2 separate regions of the Mus musculus genome follow, and region 2 is linked to region 1. A link is a contact called in public HiChIP or PLAC-seq data. All regions are on one chromosome and are shown on one strand. Each heading gives the region's core, a stretch centred on a gene start, on an enhancer-like site or on the middle of the called end of the contact. The rest is flanking DNA. Distances are from core to core; before and after follow the strand shown. Region 1 holds the start of C630004L07Rik (RIKEN cDNA C630004L07 gene). Region 2 holds the start of Epha2 (Eph receptor A2).

What was found. HiChIP or PLAC-seq counts read pairs in DNA pulled down with a chosen protein or histone mark.
Region 2: an H3K4me3 HiChIP or PLAC-seq map of embryonic stem cells shows a contact between it and region 1, with 63 read pairs. The contact joins the promoter of Epha2 here to the promoter of C630004L07Rik in region 1. A contact is called at or near these places in 8 of 39 promoter capture datasets (the 3T3-L1 cell line, 3T3-L1-derived adipocytes, the C10 cell line and 4 more), 4 of 484 Hi-C or Micro-C datasets (embryonic fibroblasts, embryonic stem cells and liver), 6 of 115 datasets of contacts at active chromatin or transcription factors (embryonic stem cells, extraembryonic endoderm stem cells, microglia and 1 more) and 3 of 9 other capture datasets (adipose tissue, liver and pancreatic islet).

Annotation. Positions count from the first base shown.
Region 1 is chr4:141,241,669-141,246,747 of GRCm38.p6, forward strand. C630004L07Rik (RIKEN cDNA C630004L07 gene) reads right to left here and starts at 3,222. Exons shown (of 2, transcript NR_165245.1): 1 at 3,127-3,222. Arhgef19 (Rho guanine nucleotide exchange factor (GEF) 19) reads left to right here. Exons shown (of 18, transcript NM_001379647.1): 3 at 3,150-3,298; 4 at 4,507-4,941. The coding sequence starts at 4,536.
Region 2 is chr4:141,299,392-141,304,478 of GRCm38.p6, forward strand. It overlaps Epha2 (Eph receptor A2), which reads left to right and starts at 1,830. Exons shown (of 17, transcript NM_010139.3): 1 at 1,830-2,043. The coding sequence starts at 1,962.

The DNA of each region.
Region 1 (5,079 bases), core at 1,972-4,471:
TTCATTTTTATTTTTCTATATGTGTGAGTTTTGCCTGCATGTCTGTAAGTGTATGGACCACATACATGCCTAGCGTCCAGGAAAGCCAAGAGAAAGTGTCAGATCACATGGTTGTGAGCCGCCATATGGGTATCAGGGACTGAGTCTGGTTTCTCTGCAAAGGCAGCAAGTGTTCCTAACCACTGAGCCATCTCTCCAGCCCCCATGTCGTTCTTGTTAACAATGCTCCTAGAGCTTTGGTTTCACCATCTGGAAGAGGTGATGGGACGTCACGGATGGGAGAGTACTCGTGTTTAGGGGTACAAGCCTCAGGTACTCAGCTCCTGAGTGGTAGCCGTCACAGTGTGGGCTTCAGAGGGTCGTAACGCACAGTAGGTAGACCCATGCTTTGCACACAGGAAGCGTACAGGCTTTCAACACTGGGGGCGTCGTCCTTGCAGCTTACCCTCCATACTCTGGGAATCTCACCCGCTTGCCAATTGCAAGGCGCTCACACACATAACAGGCGCTCACACCCAATCCAGAAACTGGGAGGAAGTGGCTTTACCTTTTCGGCAGGCTTGGCAAAGTCGTGTGCCTGGCACAGATCATGGAGCAACCCGCCATCACTATAGAGGCTTCCTTGACCTCAGCTGTGTCATTGACCTTACTAAAACTCCCTGTGGGCTGCTGCTCTCTATGAAGGTTCACTGGGGATGCACATGCTGAAGACCTAAAGGTTGGTCATTGCAGCAGGAAAGAGCCACTGGTGGGGAGTGGCCACCTGACTTCTGTCCCCCCAGCTATGCAGCTGAGTGTTCCTAATTTACAGATGTGGCTCATGGGGGAGGGGCGGGGGAGTGGCAGAGGAGGTCTCAAGATCCCCGAGAAGGGATTCCAGATTTGGAGCTTCCAGGACGTCCTCCACTCCCACAAAGTCCCCGCCCATACCTAGGACCTGGGAAGCTCCAGAGAGAGAAAGAGAGAGAGAGGGGTGGCCCACCTCCAAGGAGCAGATCCCAGCTAACCCCATCTTTAGGCAGTTGTCTGGGGTCCCTCCGAGCTTCTGGGAGGCATAGGGCTCCCATTGTTCCAGCCCCCTCTTGTACCTGACTGGCCAAACCGGTTCTGGGGAAGGGGGGCGGGGAGCAGGCACGTTGAGACAGCCGCCTGCCTCTGCAAGGCTCCCTCCCCCTCGCCTCCCCCCTCCCTGCCCCACACAATACCCAGGAGCTTACATTGCCCGGCCTTGGAGCCATGCTGACATGGTCCTCTGAGGACTTGGCTACAACCCCATTGCCCCCAGGGTGGCCTGGAGCCCTGGACTGTACCAGCAGCTTGACGGAGGAGCTCCCCGGCTGAGGTAGGGCCCTGGGTCAGCAACCGTCCTCCCCTTCCTGTATCCCGAGGGAGTCCTTTGTGCTGTCTGCCTGCTGTTTCTGGCTTCAGTCCATTCTTGCCTTCCTGGGACTTTGCTTGGCTTGGAACCCCCTTTCTGGCCATGACCTCCAACTAGGTTTTGTCCCTTAAGGAACAAGGGAATCTGGCAGGGTCTGTTCCTCTGAGCAGGCAGCCAAAGGGCATGGAGCAGGGAGGGAGGGAGGGCTGGGTACCAGGGCCAGAGGTGCTGTCCCAGACAACAGCAGTGCCTAGGGATGCTCTGGCAACTTGCTAGGCAGGCTGGTTACCCTCTCTAACTAGTAGAGACCATCCCTTGGCCTCTGCCGATCCTTCTCAGCCTGCAGAGACACCTATGAAACAGGTTTCATAAAGGGGGACCTGAGGGTCACCTGTCACATGAGGATACCAAGGCCTGAGGATGGGCTTGGTCAGTGTCAACACAGGACCTCAAACCCTGGTTTCCAGAGGGATCCTTGCTTCAAGAGCTCTAGTGTGTCCTGGGGTCACATCTGGGTACCCAGCCACCTGAAGTCCCTGAGACTTTCATTTTTATATTATCATCAGAGAAGTGCTACCCAGTATTAAACCCAGCTCTGGACCTAAATCACTAACATCAGCGTTGGGTGGTCTGCATCCTGAGAAGCTACTGGGCTGGCGCCCCAGCTTGACAGGCAACTCCCATGTCCTCTTCCTGACACTCTGCTTGGCTTGGAACCCCTGTCTAGCCATGACCTTTCCAGGCCTGAGCACTGTGGAAGCAGACCAGCTTGCCCACCCCTGACACATCTCTTTATCCTGTCTTCCTGAAAGCCCTTAGCTCCTCCTTCAGCCTTCTCCTCTGAGGTCTGAAGATGCTTCTGCCTTAAGATCTGATGTTTTGCTTATTTAACTTCATAAATCATGGTGGACAGGAGTTGTTCTCCGGGGGGCGTGGAGGGGGGATTCTAGGCCCGAGTATGCACTTACACCTAAAAGAGACCTGTGTGCTGGACAGGAGCTGACTCTGCCCCCCTTCTGCTTGCTCCTACTACTGGCTGCTGGCCCAAGGCATCCTCCACCAAAAAGTGAGATGACACTCAGGGGACCGCCTACCAGAGACAAGGCTCACAGTGCCCTGTACCTGAGGCATTGCTGTTAATTCTTGTATTAGCATCAGGAAGTGGGTACCAACTCTCCTACTTTAGGTTGAGTGAGCTACCCAGATTAGTACTTATAGACCTAAGGGACAAGGGCTAAACAAGGGAGTGAGGTACAGCAGTTTTTTGGGAGAGAGCCCCTGAGAAACAGCCAGCCTCTCCCTCAATCCCCCCCAAACTGAGAGAAGAAGCTGGGGTACAGTGGGGAGCCCCAACTCTCATATACCAGACGCACCCTGATGTTGCTGGTTCCGGCCTGGGGTCAATGCTCCATCTTTTTGTACTGAGTCCTTGAGGGTTTGAACCTTGCAACAGTAAGCTGGGATCTCCTCCAGGAAGCCTTCCTGGCATACTGAGACTGGACTGGGCCCAGCCCCCTTCTGTGTTAGTGCCTGTGGTTTGCTTCATGCCAACTCAGATTCTAACAGCTTTTGTTTCGGCTCTTCCACCAGGCAACCCCACTGAGCTATTATTTCTTCACCCCAGTCAGTCTCCCTGTGTTTGTTTGTTTGTTTGTTTTCGGGACTTCTCATCTGCCTGGGAATCTGGACCAGTCTGAGATTTGAGGTGTCTCAGCCTCAGCCTGTCCCCGGGGCCTCAAGGGTCTCACCCTCTGTGGTTTCTCTTCTTCAGAGTCTCCAGAGCCAGTTCCTGAGCTGTTGTCTCTAAGGCCGCCATTTCTCTGGGTCTCCCTCTTATTTCTGCCAGACTGGGCACTGCCCCTTTGGCCAAGGGGCCTCTGCAGGGGTCCTCGCTGCCCAGACTGCCCACAGCGCAACCAGGCAAGTGTAGGCCCCCGCCCAGCCCCAGCCCGCTGCCTGCTCCCTCCCTCTCTTTGCCTCACCACAGGGTTTGATGAATCAAACTCTTTGTCTGGGTGGGATCTCCCCCAGCCAGCTGGGCAGAGACAGGGCTTCCCTGCCGGAGCAGGCAGGCGGCAGCAGCTTCAGCTGAAGAGGTGAGGGGCAAGAGAGAGGCCACAGAGGGCCCAGGGCAGAGGTTTGAGGGTCTTGGACCACTGGGCTCACCATCCCGCCCTGGGGTGCTGGCACACTGCCCAGGGATGGCGTCCTGCCCAGAAACGGCCCATTCTGCCTGGCTTGATCCAGTGTCTGGGAGCTGGAATGGGGATAAACCCCTCAGTCACCCCAAACTGGGGATTGGGCATCTCTCTGCTCTTTCCTGGGAGGGACTAATCTGGGTGGTGGCCCTCCTGCCAGTCTGTGACCCTCCCAGCCAGCTTGGCAAGGCTGTAGGCATCACTCAGCGTGAAGGGCCTCAAGTCTGGGTATGGAAGGGGTTGGATAACTTCAGAATGAGACATTGGGGGCTGTGTGTATCTGCATCCTGGAATGTGCGTACATGCCTGGAACTTGTGTGTGTGTGTGTGTGTGTGTGTGTGTGAGAGAGAGAGAGAGAGAGAGCGAGAGAGAGAGAGAGAGAGAGAGAGAGTAAGAGAAAAATCTAAGCTTGTGTAACAAACTAAACCAAACCAAAAAAAACAAAAAGGATGTGACTGGTGACTGTATACCGGGTACTGGAGTTTGACATGTTTCAAGTTATCTGTGAAACTATGTTTGCCAGAAGAAAATGTGGGTCTGTGTGCTGGAGCATGAATTCGTGTGACAGTGTATGTTATCTGTATGTCTGGTCACATGTCCACATGTGAGAGAATTTCCTAGGTGGCTAAGAACGCAGCTTTGGAAGCCGTGACACCTGTGTGAGAATCCTGGCTCTGCCATTTGGCTCTCTCACCTACAGGCGTCAGTTCCTTAAGTCAGTCGATGGAGATTAAATGAGATGCTATGTGGGTGCTTCCTCATCTGCTAAGTGCTGGTGATTCCTACTGGCGTTTATTAAACAGACATGTGAGTGTATCTGTGTCCTGTGCACATGTGTGCATGAGGGTCTGTGCGGGCCTCCAGGACATGGTGGCTCACTGTCCCTCCCTGTCGTACTATATCTGGGTCTGACACCTTCTCTCCTGCAGGCCCAGGAGGGTGACAGAGTAAAGAAGGAATGGACTGTGGGCCACCTGCAACCCTCCAGCCTCACTTGGCTGGACCACCTGGCACCGCCCGTCGCCCAGTAGCTGTGTGCCAGCAGGAGAGCCTGTCCTTCGTGGAGCTGCCTCCGAGCCGACTGTGTGTGGATCTCTTTCCCATTGCTCCAGAGGAGCTGCAAGCTCCCGGTAGCCGCTGGTCCCTGGCAACCCCTGCCCCTCTCCAAGGACTGTTATGGCCGACGTCCCCAGGAGGCCCAGATACCCATATCGCCTCCACCAGTGGAGGAATGAGACCCGGCAGGGCTGGCAGCTGGCCTCACTGTCCTGGTGCCCAGCCCCCAACTCTGGTGGAACCGTGGAGTTCTCAGCACATGCAGCCCCAACGCAGGGCCAGCCACAGTGGCTCAGAGAAGTCAGCCTGTGAGTCACGATGGGGGGGGGGAGGGGCAGCCAGGGGAGGGACTTGGTGGCTCTTTTTGAACCCTTTAAACTCCGGAATGCCCCAAAAGGCAGGGCAAGTTTTAGGGACAAGGGAAAGATGGCTCATAGAGCCCAAGT
Region 2 (5,087 bases), core at 580-3,079, 56 kb after region 1:
AACACAAACCACAAGGTCCCCAGCCTAGCGTATCCAACAGAACACTTACCCATACCATGTGTACACTGCACACATGTTCCACTCATCTCGATACACGTGCACGTGCCTGTCCGCAGGACCTTGCTTGGCACACCACAGTCCCTGCCTCCCCAGATGTGATTTCCTCTTGTTGAACCGCATGTAACCGTAATAACAGCTGAGATTTGACTCGAGGGTCTGAGTCCCAGTCTGTGCGGTTTCCATGCGCGACCTTATTTGATCTTCACAGCGGGCTTTTTCCAAGTAGGTCCCTAGTGTCCCCAGGGAGCACGGGGAGGCTCAGAGGAGCAGACTGATTTGTCCAGACTTTGACTGCTGCCCCCTCCTCTGTGCTCCCCGCTGCTGAGAGGCCTGTGGCACACTCAGGTACACACAGGTCCTCTCACACTGGAGCACACACTTGCATACACATCAACACGTCCACGCTCGATATAACACACAAGTCGCTCACGGATTCCCATACACTAACCCTTATGACCCAGCTCAGATGCTCCGGTACTTCATCCAAACATGCTCACACATACATGTCCAGCCACTCTCCTTCTCAGAAGACATAGCCTTCTCTCCCATCATCCATCCCTGATCAAAGGCTTTAATTAACCCCAACACCTATAATTAACCCTTTCTCTCCCCCTCCAGGGGAAATGTCTGAACCCGTTTCTCAGAAACAGGCGCCAAGGCCAAGCTGGTGGGTAGGACCCCAGGAGGAGCACCTGGTACCAGAGTTGTATAATATGGGCCAGGATGACCAGGGACTGGGGAGTCACAGAGAGGAAGGCCAGGGACTAGGAGGTGGGCAGAAAGGTCCACGGAGAACCAAGCCTGCTACAGCTGTTCCCTTTCCACTGGCCAAATGGTAACAGAGCAACAGGCAGTTGTGGGTGACTGGACTGGCTGCCTGGTTCACTTCACATCCGTTTGTTTCACTGACTCTAGACGCCAAGAGAAGAGATGAACTCAGATTTGAGGAACCTTGGCAGAGGAAGGGTGGGTAGGAGGCAGACATCCCCAAGGTATCAAAACGTAATCTCATTCTGTCACCCAGGGATCAGGGGACAAGGGTGTTCTGTTGGAGTTCAGAGGCAGAGGTCAAGAGTTACCCATGAGGGTGTGTGCTGGGTCCCCAAATGGAAGTGGTTAAAGCAGGTCAGGGCCCAGCTTCAAGTCCTGTGACTTGTCTGTGACTGTTGAGTTGTGCAGCCTTTGGGTATCCTAGGGTACCTTGGAACCTTATCTTAAGCCCTCCACTCTAAAGTGAAGACACCTGCATGTCTGACATGTTCCCAGAGGCACTACTCTTGGTACACAGCTTAGAGGACCTTCCTGGGTGTGGCATATCTTCTGGGGGACTCAGGAGCAAGTGTGTATGTGTGTTTGTGTGTGTGTGTGTGTGTGTGTGTGTGTGTTATCAGGAGTTCTTGTTCTTGTTCTTTTTCTTTTTCTATTTTTTGGTTTTTTGAGGCCCTTTGCTACGGAAGCTTCTACTTCTCAGATTTACAATTCACATCTTGAAGCCCAAGGGCAAAAGGGGAGAGTAGGCACAAATTCATTCCACATATTTGGACACTAACCCTGGTGGCGCTTTGAAATGAGAAATCTCCTCAAGGTTTGCACACGAAGGCCCACGCACTGGCCCCCTCAATCCTCCCCAAATTCCTGACCTCCCCCCCAACCCCAACTTCCCTCTGGCTTCCCCGCCCTCTAGTCAGGGTGTCAGTCCGGCCCCTTTAAAGACATTCCTGAGGGCGTGGTTTCGGTGACGTCAGCGCAGGGCATGAATGAACAGGAGCGGGTTCTCACCCAACTTCCATTAAGGACTTGGAGCAGGAGGGTAGAAGTTGTCTCTGTCGGCGGGCGGGCAGGATTGGGGCACCGAGACCGGCGTGCGGACAGCAGGGATCGCGGGGAGCGAGGGGTGCGGCATGGAGCTCCGGGCAGTCGGTTTCTGCCTGGCGCTGCTGTGGGGTTGCGCGCTGGCGGCCGCGGCGGCACAGGGAAAGGAAGGTGAGTGTCTACGCGGTCGGTGGCCGCAGCCTAGCAGGGACTCCGGGACATGGGACCCCGGGCGCCCCAGCCTCCTCTCTGGGACGCACCTTTGGAAACTGACTTATGGCTGCTGGGTCTCAGTGCGCAAGGTTAGGCAGAGCGCGCGGGCTGCGGTCCGGAACGATCTTGGGGATCCATACCCTGAGATCCTAGGTTCTCTGGAACTAAGGGATCTCGGCTGGGGCGCGCAGGGCTCGGAGGCCGCGGGAAGGGGGACGCGGCGCCCGCCACGCGGTTTCAGCCCTGTGGCGGCTTCTGGAGCGGGACCCCCGCAGGGCGCTCTCGGTCCCTCAGAGGAAAGGACGCTCAGTAGGGTTTTCCCGGCGATCAGCCTCTTAGTAACCCGAGTTCACTTAACTCATCATCTGCCCCGATTTCTCGCGGAAGGCATTTGGATGCAGGCCCTGCTTTTTGGGGAGGGGTCCTCTCGGTGCCCTGCACCAAGCAAAAGAGTCTCTCTACGCCCCATCCGATTTTTCACTGGGGTCCTTTGGGCCAGCATTGGGAGCGCCTGGGGTCAGCCCCGGCCACTCACACCTTCCCTCCTTCCCAAGCTGCCCTCCCAGGTTCGGGAGACAGGTTAAGGGCTGGGAGCGAGTACAGGAAGTCCCAAAGTCAAGTGTTCTGAGCAAGGGGTGACTCAGAAGGAGGAAATGCGGCAGGTGGGGTTGCGGCTTCCCGCGGTGTGGAGCCGTCATCTCGGGGCCACGGGGAGCCCAGGCACCTGGAGGTGGGGGAGTGAATCACCTGCCCCCGCCCCAGCGTCTTGGAGCCACGCAAGGTGAGGGGGCCCGCACAGGTTGCCTTTGCTCAAGGCCGCAGCCGGGGGTGTGCTTGGGGGCGTTGTCCCTCAGCTAGGGTCTCCGAGAGGGTGGGAATTCCTGCCCTGCCCTTGGCCGAGGATCTTCCTGTCTACCCAGCCGGAGCTAGCTGGCTTCCGTTTCCCACAGCAAAAACTTTTCTCTGCTTTTGGGCATAGCAAGTCTTCTGCCGACTCCAGCTAGGGGTCGGGGGGTGAAGCGCAGAGGAACCCTTTGGGGTGAGAAGTTTCCTTATTCTTTTCGCCTTCCACGTTGGGAGGGTAAAAGGCCAGACTGGAGCTCTTGAAGGGTGGAGAGTTAGGGGTAAACGGGGTGTTAGATCCTGGCCCTGTCTCGAGGAAGGGCCAAAGTTGCTTTTGCCAAGGTGTGAACAGGGCAGGGATTCTGAGATCCTAACTCCCCTCCCTGATCCAGCTTGTGGCTCCCTCTTCCTGGGTACTGTGGTTGGGGAGCAGGGAAAGACAGCTGGGACTGCTAGAGGCCTTCCTGGGCTGCCACGGAGTTGAGGATTAGACGTCTGCTTGCTTTGCTGTGCGGGCTCCTGACCCCCGCCCCGGGGCTCCTGACCACCGCCCCGAGCCCCCACCAGGGAAGCCTCAAACAATCTTGTACTTGTGCCTCTGGGTGCATCTGTCAGCCTCGCCCCAGCCTTTGCGATTAATCCCGTTCTGCATGGGATCGAGGAGAAAAAAGGGTGCATATCGCTCGTGGTTGTGGAAAATTCTTGTCTAAGCTCCGCACTCCTCAGGAACACTGTGTCTGTGTGAGGGGTTGGGATGTGTGTGTTGGGAGTGGGGTCGTGACCTAGTTGGTTGCACTTCCCTAGGGGGAGTTGAGGACAGATATGATCCGTGTCCTCTCCAGCCTTGACACAGCTGTGCAGCCTCCTCTTCTGTTTTCTGCTGGGTTCCGAAAACCAGGGGAATCGGTTAGGTCCTCGACAGCTGCTGAACTTACCTCCTGCAGTGCCCTTGACTTTTTTCTTGTGTGTGTGTGTGTGTGTGTGTGTGTGTGTGTGTGTGTGTGTGTGTGTGTGTGTGTGTGTGAAAGCCAATGCACAAGTGTGGAGCTCAAACTTGCGGGAGGACTTGGTTCTCTCTCCTTCTACCATGTGAGTTCTGGGATGGAACTCACAAGTGACAGCAGACAAAGCGCCTTTACCTGCTGGCCCACCTCACTGCCCTGTCCTTCCTTACAGAGAGGGTGAGAGAGGCCCAATATTGGTCAGCCAGGGCCCTCTGCACAGAGGGTCTGCCCACACATCTAGCTGTTTCATCCAGCCAGAACTGCTTGTCACTGACTCTAGAGTCACTGGGATGGGTGGGAGTTAGAGTGGCAGGAGAAGGCTGGGTTTCTCAGTTCAGCAAGGGCCTTGTCCTCCTCCCTGTCCCTTGCTCGTTTGTATCCAGAGTCTCCGGTCTTCCCCCCCTTTTTAGGTGTAAGCTGATCTTGGCTAAAGAGGGATGAGGTTAGCAGGGAGGTGGCAAGGGGGGTATTGCATTATGGGAAAGCTTTAAAGTAATACAGCCCACAAGGGTGACATTATGGTGGCAGATTCCCTGCCCCCAGGATCTCTTAGAGGACGGAGAAGTTATGGGGTACCCCCATCTAACTCAGCCTTATGGTGAATCCCTGGGAGGGTCATGAAGGGGGCCTCCCAAGCTCCTTGCTTCCAGCAAATCGGAACCTTTGATTACCCAGGGCCTCTGTCACAGCAGAGGGTTGGCTGGGCTCTCCCCGTTCCTGATGGTTGGTTCTAGGGAATTTCCATGGGAGGGGGCTGTGACTGGTAACTCTAAGGGGTGTAGGAAGCCTTCTTTTCTACTCAGATAGTTCTAGATCCAGGTTTGGGCTGGTCCTCCTGTCAGGTTAACCCTTCAAAGCCCCTTCCCCAAGGGACGTAGCTTGAACTTTGCATACTACTTGTGTATATGGTGTGTGTATGTGTGTGTACTATGTGTTAGATTTACTAAACAGCGCCCTCCCCCCATCCTCCCACCCAGCTAGAGTCAGGAACCCCCAATACCATTCCTGCCAGCTTAGGCCCTCTCTGGGCATGTCTGAACAAATCCCAGCCGTTACCCACCGCACCTTCCACTTCCTAACTACAGCCTGCCTCACTGGCAGGTGGTGCAGTGTCTGAGCCACTTCAGAGTTCCTCTTCCTTGTCTGGGCTGCCAG